Regions from separate parts of the Hordeum vulgare genome. Here regions 1 and 2 are each linked to region 3. A link is a contact called in public Hi-C data. All regions are on one chromosome and are shown on one strand. Each heading gives the region's core, a stretch centred on a gene start, on an enhancer-like site or on the middle of the called end of the contact. The rest is flanking DNA. Distances are from core to core; before and after follow the strand shown.

Evidence for each region. A called contact is a pair of places that touch in the nucleus more often than the background predicts.
Region 1: a Hi-C map of leaf shows a contact between it and region 3, with 5 times the contacts expected there. The contact joins the promoter of LOC123402327 here to the promoter of LOC123401984 in region 3. A contact is called at or near these places in 3 of 6 Hi-C or Micro-C datasets (leaf and seedling) and 1 of 1 datasets of contacts at active chromatin or transcription factors (embryo).
Region 2: a Hi-C map of seedling shows a contact between it and region 3, with 5 times the contacts expected there. The contact joins the promoter of LOC123402409 here to the promoter of LOC123401984 in region 3. A contact is called at or near these places in 4 of 6 Hi-C or Micro-C datasets (leaf and seedling) and 1 of 1 datasets of contacts at active chromatin or transcription factors (embryo).

Annotation. Positions count from the first base shown.
Region 1 is chr6H:360,234,207-360,238,977 of MorexV3_pseudomolecules_assembly, forward strand. LOC123402327 (UDP-N-acetylglucosamine transporter UGNT1-like) reads left to right here and starts at 2,367. Exons shown (of 10, transcript XM_045096230.1): 1 at 2,367-2,772. The coding sequence starts at 2,634.
Region 2 is chr6H:358,921,487-358,925,948 of MorexV3_pseudomolecules_assembly, forward strand. It overlaps LOC123402409 (trafficking protein particle complex subunit 2-like), which reads left to right and starts at 2,404. Exons shown (of 6, transcript XM_045096333.1): 1 at 2,404-2,579.
Region 3 is chr6H:359,644,687-359,649,079 of MorexV3_pseudomolecules_assembly, forward strand. It overlaps LOC123401984 (adenine phosphoribosyltransferase 1-like), which reads left to right and starts at 2,143. Exons shown (of 6, transcript XM_045095848.1): 1 at 2,143-2,414; 2 at 2,501-2,611; 3 at 4,015-4,107. The coding sequence starts at 2,219.

The DNA of each region.
Region 1 (4,771 bases), core at 1,117-3,616, 590 kb after region 3:
GGCAATCTCCACAACTTAATTGAAGACCCCGATGCTTGCCCGGAGCTTTACACCGTAATGATTAAGCTTCGAGACACCACCAACCATCTATGGCTCCCAAGCACCCAAGAGGCACAAGCTCTAGGGCGCCCAAACACCCAGGAGTAATAAACTTCTCAACTTTTCACTTCCACATATCACCGAGGAGAGCTCAAACCGATGCAACAAATGCAATGACAAGAACACACGAAGTGGTCAAGTCCCTCACTCCAAAATCCCACAATAACAACAAAAGTAATTGAGAAATACGAGAGAAAGAACAAGGAGAACATAGAGAACTCCAAGATTTAGATCCAAGGGGTTCCCCTCACTTATTGGAGATATGGATTGGCGGGAATGTACATCTATATCTCCTCTCTCTTTTTCCTCAAATAGACGCAAGAATGGGGGGGGGGGTAGATAGAAAGCAAGCTCCAAGAGGTCAATAATGGTGTGTGTGTGTGGGGGGGGGGGCTTGCTCAAGAACCATAGGGGCAATGGGGAAGAAGACCCCCTTTATAGCCCCCTGCAAATCTGCATGTTATGTTGTAGGAAAACACATGAGCGGTACAACCAGTCCAATGATCGGCACATACGTTATTTGTGGGAAACCAAGTTGCAGAGCACATGTTGGTACGAACGCTTAGTGCCCTGGTAGTACCAGTTATGGTGGAAGTAGCGGTCCACTACTGCCCAACCACCGGTCCAACAACAGAGCTAGGGCACCCCAGCTCCGATGGTGGAGCGATGCAAGGGCCGATGGAATCGGCTGACAAAAGTACATGGACGTGGCTAAGTCATGAGCTCTAAAATCGTTAGGTGGGCCTATCATTTGAAAATGGAGCTGAACAGTCACAAGGCGGGATATAGGAGATCTCATCTTTCGTGGCTTCACATCGAGGGCGGCTAGAGTTGTGGGCCCTTGATGTCCCAAACAAAGAAAATATACGTGTTTGGCGCATAGCGCATATTAGCTTGGCTATGGGGCGGAATTGCACCGTCATCGCATCAAACATGAGGTGTTTTGTGCTATTTGTGGACGAGAAAAAGGGGCTCGCCGATTGACTCACCGGGTGTAGAGGCAACTGGAGGAATGACTGGAGGCTCATGCCAACTCCCCACCGTCTTCGACTGCTAAACCAATCGGAAGATGGCGCCTTCCAAAGGTGGGCTGACTCAAGAAAAATGCGGATGAGCTGCCGTAAACCTAGATTGCTATAGTGGTGGTGGAGCGGCCGTGCGCGATCATTATGGCAAGTTCTTGGCTAGAACATGTCATTTCCCCCATCTATTACGGAAACCGAGCTAGCCGAGTTGCTTGCTTGCCGCGAGTAGTATAACTCATCATTGAGGTGGTAGCTCAACAGCTCTTGCATGAGACACACAATCAAGATGTGAGTACAACCCTGATGTCACAAGAGCTGGACCGGTCCACGTATGAACCTATCATAGAAAGATCAAGAATTTGCTAACATACCATGAGTGAGCATTAACTCAATTGGGTTAGACGTTTTGCAAGAGAGCAACACCCATATTAGTTAGGGAAGGTTATCTTAATAAACTTTGTAAGGCATGGTTGCACATTCCTCCGGGTTATACCTGTTTTCTCGGATGTACCAAAAACTCTTGAACAAAGAACATCAATTCTCCTAAGAAAACAAGTTTCTTTTTACGTAAAAGAAAATACAGCAACCATTAAAAACTGCTTATTTTGAAAAATGCTTTAAGGTAGTAGAAGTGTTTATGTTCGCTTGAGGATGTATATCGGACTTATCGAGGTAAAACTTAATGTTTCCGCAAGAAAAAAAGGCAGCACATAAATGCTTAAAAAATGACAGTATGGCAACACGGCATCACAGCATACAGCTTGCCCTTTAATATTTTCCATGAATTCGTGAACAAGGAAAGAAGCAAATACACACCACAATCAGAATCATATCCTCAGGAATTAAGTGACACCAAACATAGTAAGTACTGTACCTCGGTTGGGTTGTAGACCAGATATTCGTTTCCTCGGACCAGACCTACGCAGCGCACTAGTAGCAGGAGCAAATTCCATTCCATCTTAGCAACACAAATCTTTTAACGCACAGAGCCCCTCGAATCGTGACACATAACGCCACCATATCCGGCTCGTGGATCCCCTCCACCCTTCCTCGGGAGATTTGTTTGTTTAATCGACCGGTGGCATGTGAGCACTTGAGATAAGCGTCCACCCAGCCATGTTGCCCCCCCATGTTGGAGCTGCGCTGTGCCGGGTGCGCTCGATCTCATCCCAGACGTGACCAACAACGACGCACCACAAGGCACAAGGCAGGCAAGCTCCCGGCTTATAAAAGGGCGCCCGCCGCGCTGGCCAACGCCGCTGACAGGCAGTCGCAGGCGCGGCCGGTCGGGCAGAAGTTTCCCCTTCCCCAGCCAGCCGCAGCCCACAGGAGCGGCCGAGTCGCCGAAAACTCCCCGTCCGATCGGGCCAAAAGCAGAGACGAGTCTTGCTCGCTCCCAAACGGCCGTTTTCCCCTTCCGCGCATCGCCACAAATATCCTTCCTCCTCCCGCTGCTCCTCCTCCTCCTCCTCGGCGTGGTCGCTCGCGGGCGGAGATCCGGGAGGGGAGATGGCCAAGAGCGCAGGAGGGGTGCTGCTGCCGGTGTCCGCCGATGCGGGGAAGGGCGACGGCGAGGCCGCGCTGTTCAAGGGCTCCGCCATGACCCGCCGCGGCGCCGTCGCCGCGCTCTCCTACATGTCCTGCTCCGGTACGCGCCTCGATCCGCGTCTTCTCTTTTCTCTGCGCGACTGTGGTGTGGCGCAGAATTGACGCCTTGTCTGTGTGTTTTCGTTTACGGCGGCGGGCTTGTGGCTCGTTGGGTGGGTTCAGGTAAAGGGTAGCGCTTGATTTGCTGCTAATCGTCGCTAGCTCGTTGCTTCAGTTGCCCGTCACATCCCTTATTCAGCTACTTGGGGGTTGGAGTTAGTGCTGGCTGGTTGACTCGTGTCTAACATGAAACCATTTTAGTACTGCCAGTTCAGTTGCCACAGGTTATAGGTATTCATAAGTAAGAGCTAGTACTTAGACTTGGAGATGGTTTAGCATTAGTAAAAACTGGCTGTCTCTACTATCTATTTGTATTTGAGTGCCACAAGGACAACTATCTCAAACACTGCTGCACAATGATCGCATCGGTCTCGTGCATGTCCTGCTCCGGTGCGTGACTCGATCTGCGATTCTGTGCCTCTCTTGGGAGTTGGAGTTAGTGCTGGTTGGTTGACTTGTGTCTAGCATGAAACCATTTTAGTACTGCCAGTTCAGTTGCCCAGGTTATACGCAAAGTACATACCGCTCAGTGGGTGTCACCGTAGGTATTCGTCAGTAAGAGCTACTTATAGACCTAGTAAAAACCGGCTATTACCACTACATATGGGGGGCTACCAGCAATTTTTAATAAATTGCGAAAGCCAGGACTTGAACTCAAGACCTTAGCTCCGATACCATGTCAAGCTTCATGCACTAGCCAACGCAACCAAAAACCCGAACTGACGGAAAGGGCTAGTGCAATCCACATATACTGGAACAGGCCCATCTATCTCAGAAACACAATTCAGTAAAGACAATCGTTTGGCTTGTCGAGTTTCGCGGCTAGGGGCACTCCATCGCCGTTAGGGGTAGGCATTAGCGAGGAATATCTCTGATAGATATAGTGTTGTATGGCTTATGGTGTAATTGGCTTGTTTGCCACTTCTTTGGAATTGATATGGTTATGGGCCTTCGACCCTTGGTCTAATTTCACGACGGAGAGTTGGCGTGGCGTAAAGTGAAGACTGGGGGGAATAGAGCGAAATCCCCGTCTGGGGTATTCCGAAGGTGTAACCTAGGCAACGAAAAAGGGGCCCGATACTTCAACTAAAGGAGCGACCTGTTGGTTCACCAAACCCCGACCCAGTGTCACACGCTCTCCAGGTCCGAAGGGATCCAGTGCCCAACTACCGATTCCTCCCAGAACTGCATTATCCATTCCATGGCGTATTCTTGAAAGAAAAAAAAGCATTTGGCTTGTAGTAAATATCACAGCGCTGGATATGTCAAATATAATCATACTGCAAGATGATCAACTTGGTGGTATAATTTATATAACTAATTGTGCTGGCTCTTGTGGATCCGACCAAAGTATGTTGCTTGTTTCTTGTCATGGCTATGTGATTCTCTTAGGAGCCGGTGGCGCTGCTGCTCTGTTCAAGGGTCCACTATGATGACATTCTGCGGCACCTCCATCGCGCTCTCCTACATGGTCATCATTGATACGTCAACCCACTCCTTTTGTCTTGTTTGGTTTTAGATGCAGTTCTATGTGGCATGAATTGCATGCTTTGGTCATCACGGGGTGGCTAGATCCATTGTATGAATTTGGAGATAGAAATGTTGGTATGGTCTTGTAATGTAGCACTAGTTGCAGTTTGTGTCTGTTAGGCATCACTTCTGTTACTGAGGTGCTTGGGGTTGGGATGGGGACTGGTCTGTTGACTTCTATCTAACTGCTCAGCAGAGCTTCAAGTAGGAATCATCTCGGTAGTACCTACCAGGGGTCGGGAATTCTACCGTATCGAGGAAGAATTTTACCCTGTTTGAACGGAGACTTTGACGAGTATGATTCTTCAATACAACATGCATACATCTGCTAACCTTGTGTTGGCATAGTAAGAGAGATCAAATTCTGATGGGAACATTGAAAATCCTTTGCCATTTAAAGTGGATAATAG
Region 2 (4,462 bases), core at 1,154-3,653, 720 kb before region 3:
GTAGATGGAAGCAGAGGTAGGGGAAGCAAGACTCGATGGCAGCAAAAAATTGCTCCGGGAGGAAACAAAACCCTAGCAAGAGGATTACAAAAGTTAACACATATTTTAGAAGAGGTTACAAAAGTTATTATCAACCTTGACTAGCAAAATGAAAAAACCCAGCGAAATCACCAATTGAGGAGTACTCCTTTCAAAGATCACTCCCACCTCCCGAGGTTGCAGTAAATGGCACAGTGCATGTGTGTCATTTGTTGCAACCTCGGAGTTTTCTCTTTCTTCTTTGATCCGTATTTTCAAAATGGTTTATCTCTTAAACCGCGTGTCCGAGTTTCGGACCATTTTCACCATCGGGTTCCTTGTGTTGATATCTTCAAAACTAGATCCCATGTTGATAGGTTTTGACAAATATTTTTTCATGAAAAAACCGAACGGAAAAACCGAATAGAAAATTGTGCCTCTCACGACAGAAAAAACAGAAAACGTGTTTATTTTGTTTCCAACAGGCACCGCCGTGCCTCTCGTGAAGGTAAAACTGTGCCTCTCGCAAAAAAAAAAGAAAAAAAACGTTTTTTCGTTTCCGAGATGCACGGTCGTGCCTCTCACGGAAGCAAAACTGCGCCTCTCACGAAAAAAAACTGAAAACACATTTTTTTCTTGTTTGAGAGGCACTGCCGTGCCTCTGGCAAAAACAAAAACCATGACTCTCGTAGAAGAAAATCCGTGCCTTTGATAGAAAAAGAAATGAAAGTGCATTTTTTTGTTTCCGAGAGGCACGACTGTGCCTCTCGTCAAAGCAAAATTGTACCTCATGCGAAAGTAAAACCATGCCTCTCGCAAAAAGAAATAAAAAACACGTTTTTTTCGTTTTTGATAGTCAGGGCCTCGCGAAAGCAAAACCGTGCCTCGCGAAAGCAAAACGTGCCAGTCGCAGAAAAAAACGCATTTTATCATGCAATTTTTTTAAAATTTTCTTTCATCGAAAAGCTAAGAAAGACGAGCGAAAACCGAAACACCAAAAACCTGAAAAAACAATCTAAGAAGACGAAAGCGTGTGTAGAAAAATAAATCCGAAGAAAACACTTAAACGCGACAAGTGACGGCCGCTGAGAGTGCATCAAGTGGCGGCGCATGAGAAAGATTGTTGGGAGGTTCACGAAGGAGTGCTGCCTAACTAGTTGCTCCCCAAAACCCGAAATCACTAATTGTGGAGTACTCCTTTAAAAGGTCACTCCCACCTTCTCTGGTTGGGACAACGGGCACACTACATGTGTGCCACTCGTTGTAATCGGGAGTTTTTCCATTTTTTCGTAGGTCCGTATTTTGAAAATGTTTTATCTCTTAAATCGTTTCGTCCAAATCTCGAACTTTTTTTTTTCACGAAAAAAAACCGGAAGAAAAAACTGGACGAAAAACCGTCCCTCACGTGATAAAAAAAACAAAAAACACGTTTTTGTCCCTTTCCGAGAGGCACGAGTCGTGTCTCTCGCGAAGGCTAAACCATGCCTCTCGCGAAAGCAAAACCGTGCCTCTTGCGGAAAAAATAGAGAAGAAAACGCGTTTTCCCTTTCGGGAGAGACACGGGCGTGCCTCTCGCGAAGGCAAAACCGTGCCTTTTCGCGGGCAAAACCGTGCCTCTCGAAAAAAACGCGTTTTTTTCCTTTCGGGAGAGGCAAGGGCGTGCCTCTTGCGAAGGCAAAATCGTGCCTTTCGCAGAAGGAAAACCGTGTCTCTCGCAAAAAAAATTGAAAAAGGTTTTTTCCTTTCCGAGAGACACGGACGCGCCTCTCGTGAAGGTAAATTTGTACCTTTCGCGGAAGCAAAATCGTGCCTCTCGCAAAAAATAAAATAGAAAACGCATTTTTTCCTTTCCAAGAGGCACGGTCGTGCCTCTCGCGAGGGCAAAACCGTGTCTGTCGCAAAAAAAAGAAAATGCGTTTTTTTACGTAAAAAAAAAGAAAATGTGTTCTTTCCTAAAAAATATTTTTTTTTCGTCCAAAAGCTACTAAAGACCGGTAAAAGGCCGAAACACCAAAAAAATCCGCAAAAAAATCACTCGAAAAGAAGAAAACGCGTGTGAAAAAATAAAAAAATAAAATTAGAAGGGAACGCTTAGAGCGTGATATGTGACGATGATTGGGAACGCGCCAAGTAGCACCATGTGGAAGTGATTGCTGAAATGCTTGTGAGGGAGTGCTGGCTAATCTTTGGAAGGAGCGTTCGTTAATCAGTTGCTCTCTGGATCCGGACGCGCTGGTTTCCAGCGCCCAGCTCTATGTGTGGGCCAGCCCATGAGGAGGTGTGCGTGGGCGCTGACTACGAGGTCCCGCCCGCGAAGAACGGCCCATTTGGCCAGCTAATGACAAACCAGGCCCTGCGCAGGCAACGGTGGGCTGGTGGAGCGACGAGGCAACCTCTCGCCCCCAAACTAAAAAAAAAAACTTGTGCGTCCCTCGCTCGTCCGACACCTCCTTCCCCGTCTTCGTCCAAGCTAGGGTTTCCTCTGCTGACCCCCGGTCGTGCTTCCGGCCGCTACTTGCATCTCTCCGCCCTCCATTCTTTCCACTCCTCGAGCCTATGTGGTAAGTTCAACGGGATTCTCTGACTAATTTGAGCGCGGTGGTCCTATCAATCCGGTCTTTGCTTCCCTGTCATTTTTTGTTGTTCATCTGTGGCGTTGAGGATTATGCATCCCAAACAATCCCGAGTGCTGTTACCTGTAGATCCCCCCTGACAGAGTTGACGGCAATGTTTACAGATGCTACTGAACTCGATTTATGAATCAAGCAAATATCAGAATTCTAACTGCAGCGTACCTACAGGCTACATTGTCTTGATTACATCCTAAATGGTGCATAAGGGCATGTGCATTAGTGTAGATAACCCCGACTGTAGCTATCACCTATAGACAGCAGTAAAGACTACCTGTACAACAGTTTGTCCAAAAACGGTCTTCTTCCCTGATTTTTTGCTTTAGCTTGAGCTCTATTGATGCTTGTAGCTCTGCACTTGCAAACTGGATAAGCCAAATGTTTCGTGGATAGAATTAGTTGAATTGTCTAAATCCTGTACCATGTATCTGATATTAGCTAAGTGTGTGCTCTGATATTTATCTTGCTGCTACCTACTATTATGACACACTTGAACTGTTTGGTTGTTCTTGGTTCTTAAGGTCTTGATGTATAATGGTGTCACGGTGAGTAGGTTGCTATACTCATGTCTCATGCTTATGTGATTTTAAAATATTTGAAAAACCAATTTGCTTTAGCTGTGTAGTCATGACATTTGTGTTTCAGTGTTTGCGACAATTGTAAACTACATAAGGTCAACAAATTACAATTTTCCTGTCAGATATGGCAAGCACAGGATGCTTTGTGATCGCTAGTAAAAATGATATCCCAACGGCAAATGGCTGTTGATACGGAGTGATATTTTTGGATATCGACCGTCTGATGAATAATCGACACCCTCCTTCTCTCTTTTCATTCTCTCTCCTCAACGTAGATAAAAATCCCATGTGGCATGCGTTACAGACGGCTGAGTGGATGCTGTTGTACATGTCCTAAGAAATGACATAAGTATTAAGTAGTCAACTTAGATTCAAAGTACACGTTTATTAATCACAAGTACTTGGCTGTTTTCCAGACCACCCATCCCACAACACAAGGGGGCAAATTCACCACCTTTTAGAAATAATGATCACAATAACTATGGACAAATCCAACCAAACACGCTCTCACATGCAAAATCCCCACCAATCCTGTAACGCAGCCAACCCAGAAACATTTTCACTCAGCCATGGACAACTCAAACAGGCCAGGGATGACCAAACATCCCTTACTAGCATGCACTCAGCTAGGCTCAAATTAACCAGGATGTGGGATACTTTAGCCATGTAGACTTTATATTCCCCAAAATCGCCGGCTGGTTTGTTAGTTGACAATCTTGATCCCTAGCCTTCCCAATCCCAGCAAGTTGGACATCATTGGCAGTCAATTTTGGCCATTCATCAACTCGTAGATTTCTTCAACTGTTGAATGCATCTTCAAACTTAGGCTAGCCAGAGAATGGGGGTATGTCCTATGGGGCTAGCTCTCTTCGTGCAGGCAACCAGAAATACGTGTAGTCGCCCAGAAGTGTGCACTGGTGTCGTCACTGGTTGTATGATTGGGGAATTTACGCTTGTAGCTTTGTACTTGCAAATTAGATAACCAAATGTTTCGTGGATAGAATAAATTGAATTGTCTAAACTATGTAATGTTCTTAGTTACTTGACATGTATATTGTATCATGTATCTGATATTAGCTAAGTATGCTCTGGTATTTATCTTGCTGCTTCTTACTATTACACACTTCAACTGTTTGTTTGTTCTTGGTTCTTAATTCTAGATGTATAATAGTATCATTGTGAGGTAGGTTGCTTTACTCATGTCTCATGCTTATTATGTCATTTTAAAATATTTGA
Region 3 (4,393 bases), core at 893-3,392:
CTGATCGCGGGACGGTTCGCGGGGCGGATCGAGGGACGTGAGGACGTTCCACTACATCAACCGCGTTCAGTAACGCTTCTGCTGTACAGTCTACAAGGGTACGTAGATCACACATCCCCTCTCGTAGATGGACATCACCATGATAGGTCTTCGTGCGCGTAGGAAAATTTTTGTTTCCCATGCGACGTTCCCCAACAGTGCGTCCCTCCATGGACTGGGAGCGCCTCGATGTCGAGTGGCGCTTCTGGAAGCCATGCCGAGTGGTCGGCGACAAAGATGAGGGCGCCAAACGGATCTCACCACCCATGAACGAACCGCCGCCAGAAGACATGACGAAGAGTGAAAAATGCAAACTTGCCGGAAGTTGCTTAGACGCGTGCCCCACGGTGGGCGCCAACTGTCGTGGGAATAAACCTGACAGTAGAGGTGTAGGATACGAATGGAGAGGGGAGAGTCCTAGCTACGACAAGCTTGTACGCAAGATGTATGAGTTCAGGCCCTTCTCTTGGAGGTAACTGCCCTACGTCTCACGTGCTCGGGAGCTCTTGCAGTGTGGATTGTGTAATACAGAGGGTGCAAACCCTTGTGCCGGAGGGGAGGGGTGGCTTATATAGAGTGCGCCACCTCTCATCAAGGCCTCAACATCTAAGGTCTCGATCAATATGAGTTAAAGATATACGTTACTGATAACGTAAGTGGGTAATAAATGCTACTAAAGACCATTGACTCAACGTGTGTCAGTATGCCCTCGTGGGTGACTTCTCGTCTTCAATGTCGACCGGAATCCTTCCGAGTGGATACCGGTCGTTGAGTGTATGGGAATATAATCCGAGTGTTTACATACCGAGTGACTTTTTAGGTGCCATCTTCATCCAGTCGGAATCTTCTGTCTGACCTTTGACCTAATAATGAGGTACCCTTGCATAGGACATTCAGGTCAGGCGTGTGATCCTACCCTAGGTACATATCCCCATCATGTTTGACACTGAACCATATTAGAGACATGGCCCTCTTGCCCAAGTTGATCAACAGCTATCGATAACCTGTACTGCCTTCCTCAACATGCGACAGGAGATCCGAAATCCATAGATGCATCAACAACTGTAGGACGATTTGGTGGAGCATCTATGAAGGCTCAAGGACAAAGCCTAGCTCGATGTGTGATGAATTATGAGTTTTTATTTGTTGAACTATTTTGATTTGTTAAATTATTTTTTATTTATATTGATTTCTGTAATAAACCATGTGATAAAAAAATAAAAAATATGTTCAATTTGTGTCGAAGCACGTCCAATAGTATGTGCCAAAATTGATTGCATTTACCGTTTTTAATCATGAATTCACGAGCGATCCAAGAGAGCGAAGACGTCGAGGCATACATACATACACATCGCAGCAGCAGCATGCAGCAAGGGTCCGGGCTCGCGGCACGGTGCACCGAATACCTGGACGAAATAAAGGTGACATAACTGGCGCCGTACCGCCGCCCAGTGCTGATCCTGCACGCGGCAGGGCATGCAGCACCGGCATCCACATCCGCATCGGATCCCCACCCCGTGCGCTCCGCTCCGCTCCGGCTGCGTGTTTGGACGTAGCGCCATGCCGAGGCGGCCGAGCGAGCGACGAAGCACGGAGACGGAGGTGTGAAAAGCAGAGCAAAAGATGGTGCGCGCGTCTGTGGGAAACGGCGCCAGGTGCCAAGTGGAGTAACTCCTCCCTCCACCTGTTTGATTTCTCTGAAACGGCTACCCACTGCTCACGAATAGAGGAAGAAAACTCTACACTCCTACGCGGGAGTAGAGTAGTAGAGAGAGAAACAGAGGTGGTAGCTGCGCTGCGCTGCGTCTGGGCTTGGGGGAAAGCGACGCGGCCCGCGCGCGCCCACAGACGCCCACGCCCACGCCCACGCCCACACACACATTGTCACGTACAAGTAGGCTGTGGATAGGCTATAGACGGGGTCTACTCCTACGCGGGAGGGGTCACAGGCTATGCGTTGTGAACAGGGGCCCGTGGTGGTCCGCTGCTTGTTTCCAAGTCCAAGGATCGATGATAGTAATAAAGGAAGCAACGCCCCCGCAACCCCAACCCCCCTTCTCCTTTCCTTTTCCCTGCTATATATACACCGGCACCCGTCAGCAAGCAACATTAACTCACTTGTTCACCTCAACACTCCAGCTCCTATCTAGCGCAGCGCAGCTCTGTAGAGTGAGTGGAAATGGGCGAGGAGGCCAATTGCAACGCCGTGATGGAGGCCGCCAACGGCAACGGCAACGGCAAGGTCAAGGAGAACGGCCACGCCGTTGTGGCCATGCCGGACGTCAAGGCCGACGACGCCGTGGTGGCGCCCGCCGACCCCCGGCTGCAGGGCATCTCCGACGCCATCCGCGTCGTCCCGCACTTCCCCAAGCCAGGTAGGTCCTACCCTCTCTTGACTCTTGATCCACCCCATCCAGCAGCGCAGCGCACGACTACATAAACTTGTTGGCTCCCATCGCAGGCATCATGTTCAACGACATCACGACGCTCCTGCTGCGGCCCGGGGTGTTCAAGGACGCCGTGGACATCTTCGTCGAGCGCTACCGCGGCATGGACATCGCCGCCGTCGCCGGTAACCCACCCGTCCCTCCTTACTCCTTAGTAGTAATTCCTAGCTTACTCCTAGCTCCCCCATCCCCATGCATGTACGTACACTTGTCTACCCCGCTCCGCCCTCCTCCCGTCCTCTGAAGGCAAGAAGAGGCAGGGGTGGTACTGGTAGAGAGAGGAGGAGGAGGGCTTCGGTGAGTTGTTGTGAGATTCCGTAATATCTTTGGGGGAGATCTCCCGTGGTCCTTTTGCTCCCGCATGCTTGTCGTCGCCCGGGTGCGCTTTTTCGCATCACTCTGGCTGCTGCTCACCCGTCCTCCGCCTTTTCTCGGGAGAACAATATCATATAGCAGCCACAATAATAGTCCCACGCTACTGTTCCTGTTCCTGTTCCTGCTGGCCAAGCTTTGCCACGCCCTTCATGTTAGTAGAATACAGTATGTGCCACTGTGTGTTGTACTAGCACCGCTACCAAATCGCTAGAGTAGGAGGAGTTCGCCGAGGGCCTGTTGTGGCGGTGGGTGACGGTTCGCAATGGCGTCGGCCATTTCCGGTCACGAACGCGAGGGCTGCCTACCGAAAGGGAAAGTCGGGCTCGGGTGTTTGCTACGCTCTGCATGTGCGGGTTATGGTCTTTTATGCTAAGATAAGATAGTACTATTGGTAATGCCATGCCCATATTATGGTCGATCTCTATGTGAGGAATCGGCAGGCCAGCTGCTCTTTACTACTCCTACAGTAGTATATTATCAGGTCAGAACAAGAAGGCCCCCTTTTTTTCATAGCGTTGTTTAGAGGTAGAGGAATCAGGAATGTATGCGTCGGCGCCTGCTCGACCCGACGCGGCACCCGCAGCGTGCGTGCGTGCGTGCCAGAATGTTTGGCACATGACGCGGTCGCGCTGCTCCAACTTGGCCTTTTTTTTTTTTTACAAAAAGCCCATGGGCCGTGACGAGTCGGGCGGAATCTGGCGCATTCAATAGCGTATCCGGGGCGCACGTAGAAGCCCTGGCACGGGCAGATCTCGTGGCCAGCGAGGGGACCGGACCAGAGGTCCCCCGTGGTCCGACGGCCGCGGCCGTGTCTGCCGGGGATCGGATCGGACGGTGGGAGGCCGGCGGTACACCGGACGGACGGAGTAGGCGCCTGTAGCACCCCGTTTGCTCTGAGGTCATGCGCGTGGATGTGGCCAATCTGCCGTCGTTTTCACGGGAAAGTACTGCTTCTCAGATTTTGCTTTGTTCCTTTGTTGGATCCTCTGTCTGCTTCCTCCCTACCTGGTCCTGGTTTTGGGTTTTCCATTCTGTTTCCTCATAACCCTCTCCTTTTATTACCAGTAAGACAGTATCTTGTTATTCTCGACTAAATGGAGTTACCTTGTGTGCCATCATATTATTTATGATTATTTTTGTTTCCATTCTTCAGGGATTGAGGCGAGAGGGTTTATATTTGGCCCGGCGATTGCACTAGCCATCGGTGCCAAGTTCATTCCGTTGCGTAAGCCTAAGAAACTCCCAGGTGAGCTCCCCTAAAAAAATGCTCCTTTCTATGCGCTGAAACCTGTTGCCGTAAGTAATGACCTAGTTGAGTAATTTGTTTTTTCTCTTTTTCTGGTGCGAGCAAGTAAAACTGGTAATCTGGAACTAAATAAAATTTACACGAAAAAATGTTGGCAATCCCTTTATGCAGCAGAGCATGATGAAACCTGAAGAAATTTGCAGTTCCTATTACTTCTTTTTAAATGCTTGCCGAGGCCTGTTAATCTGCTGCCATTCCATACAAAAGGAAGAGAGGTGCCCTGTTA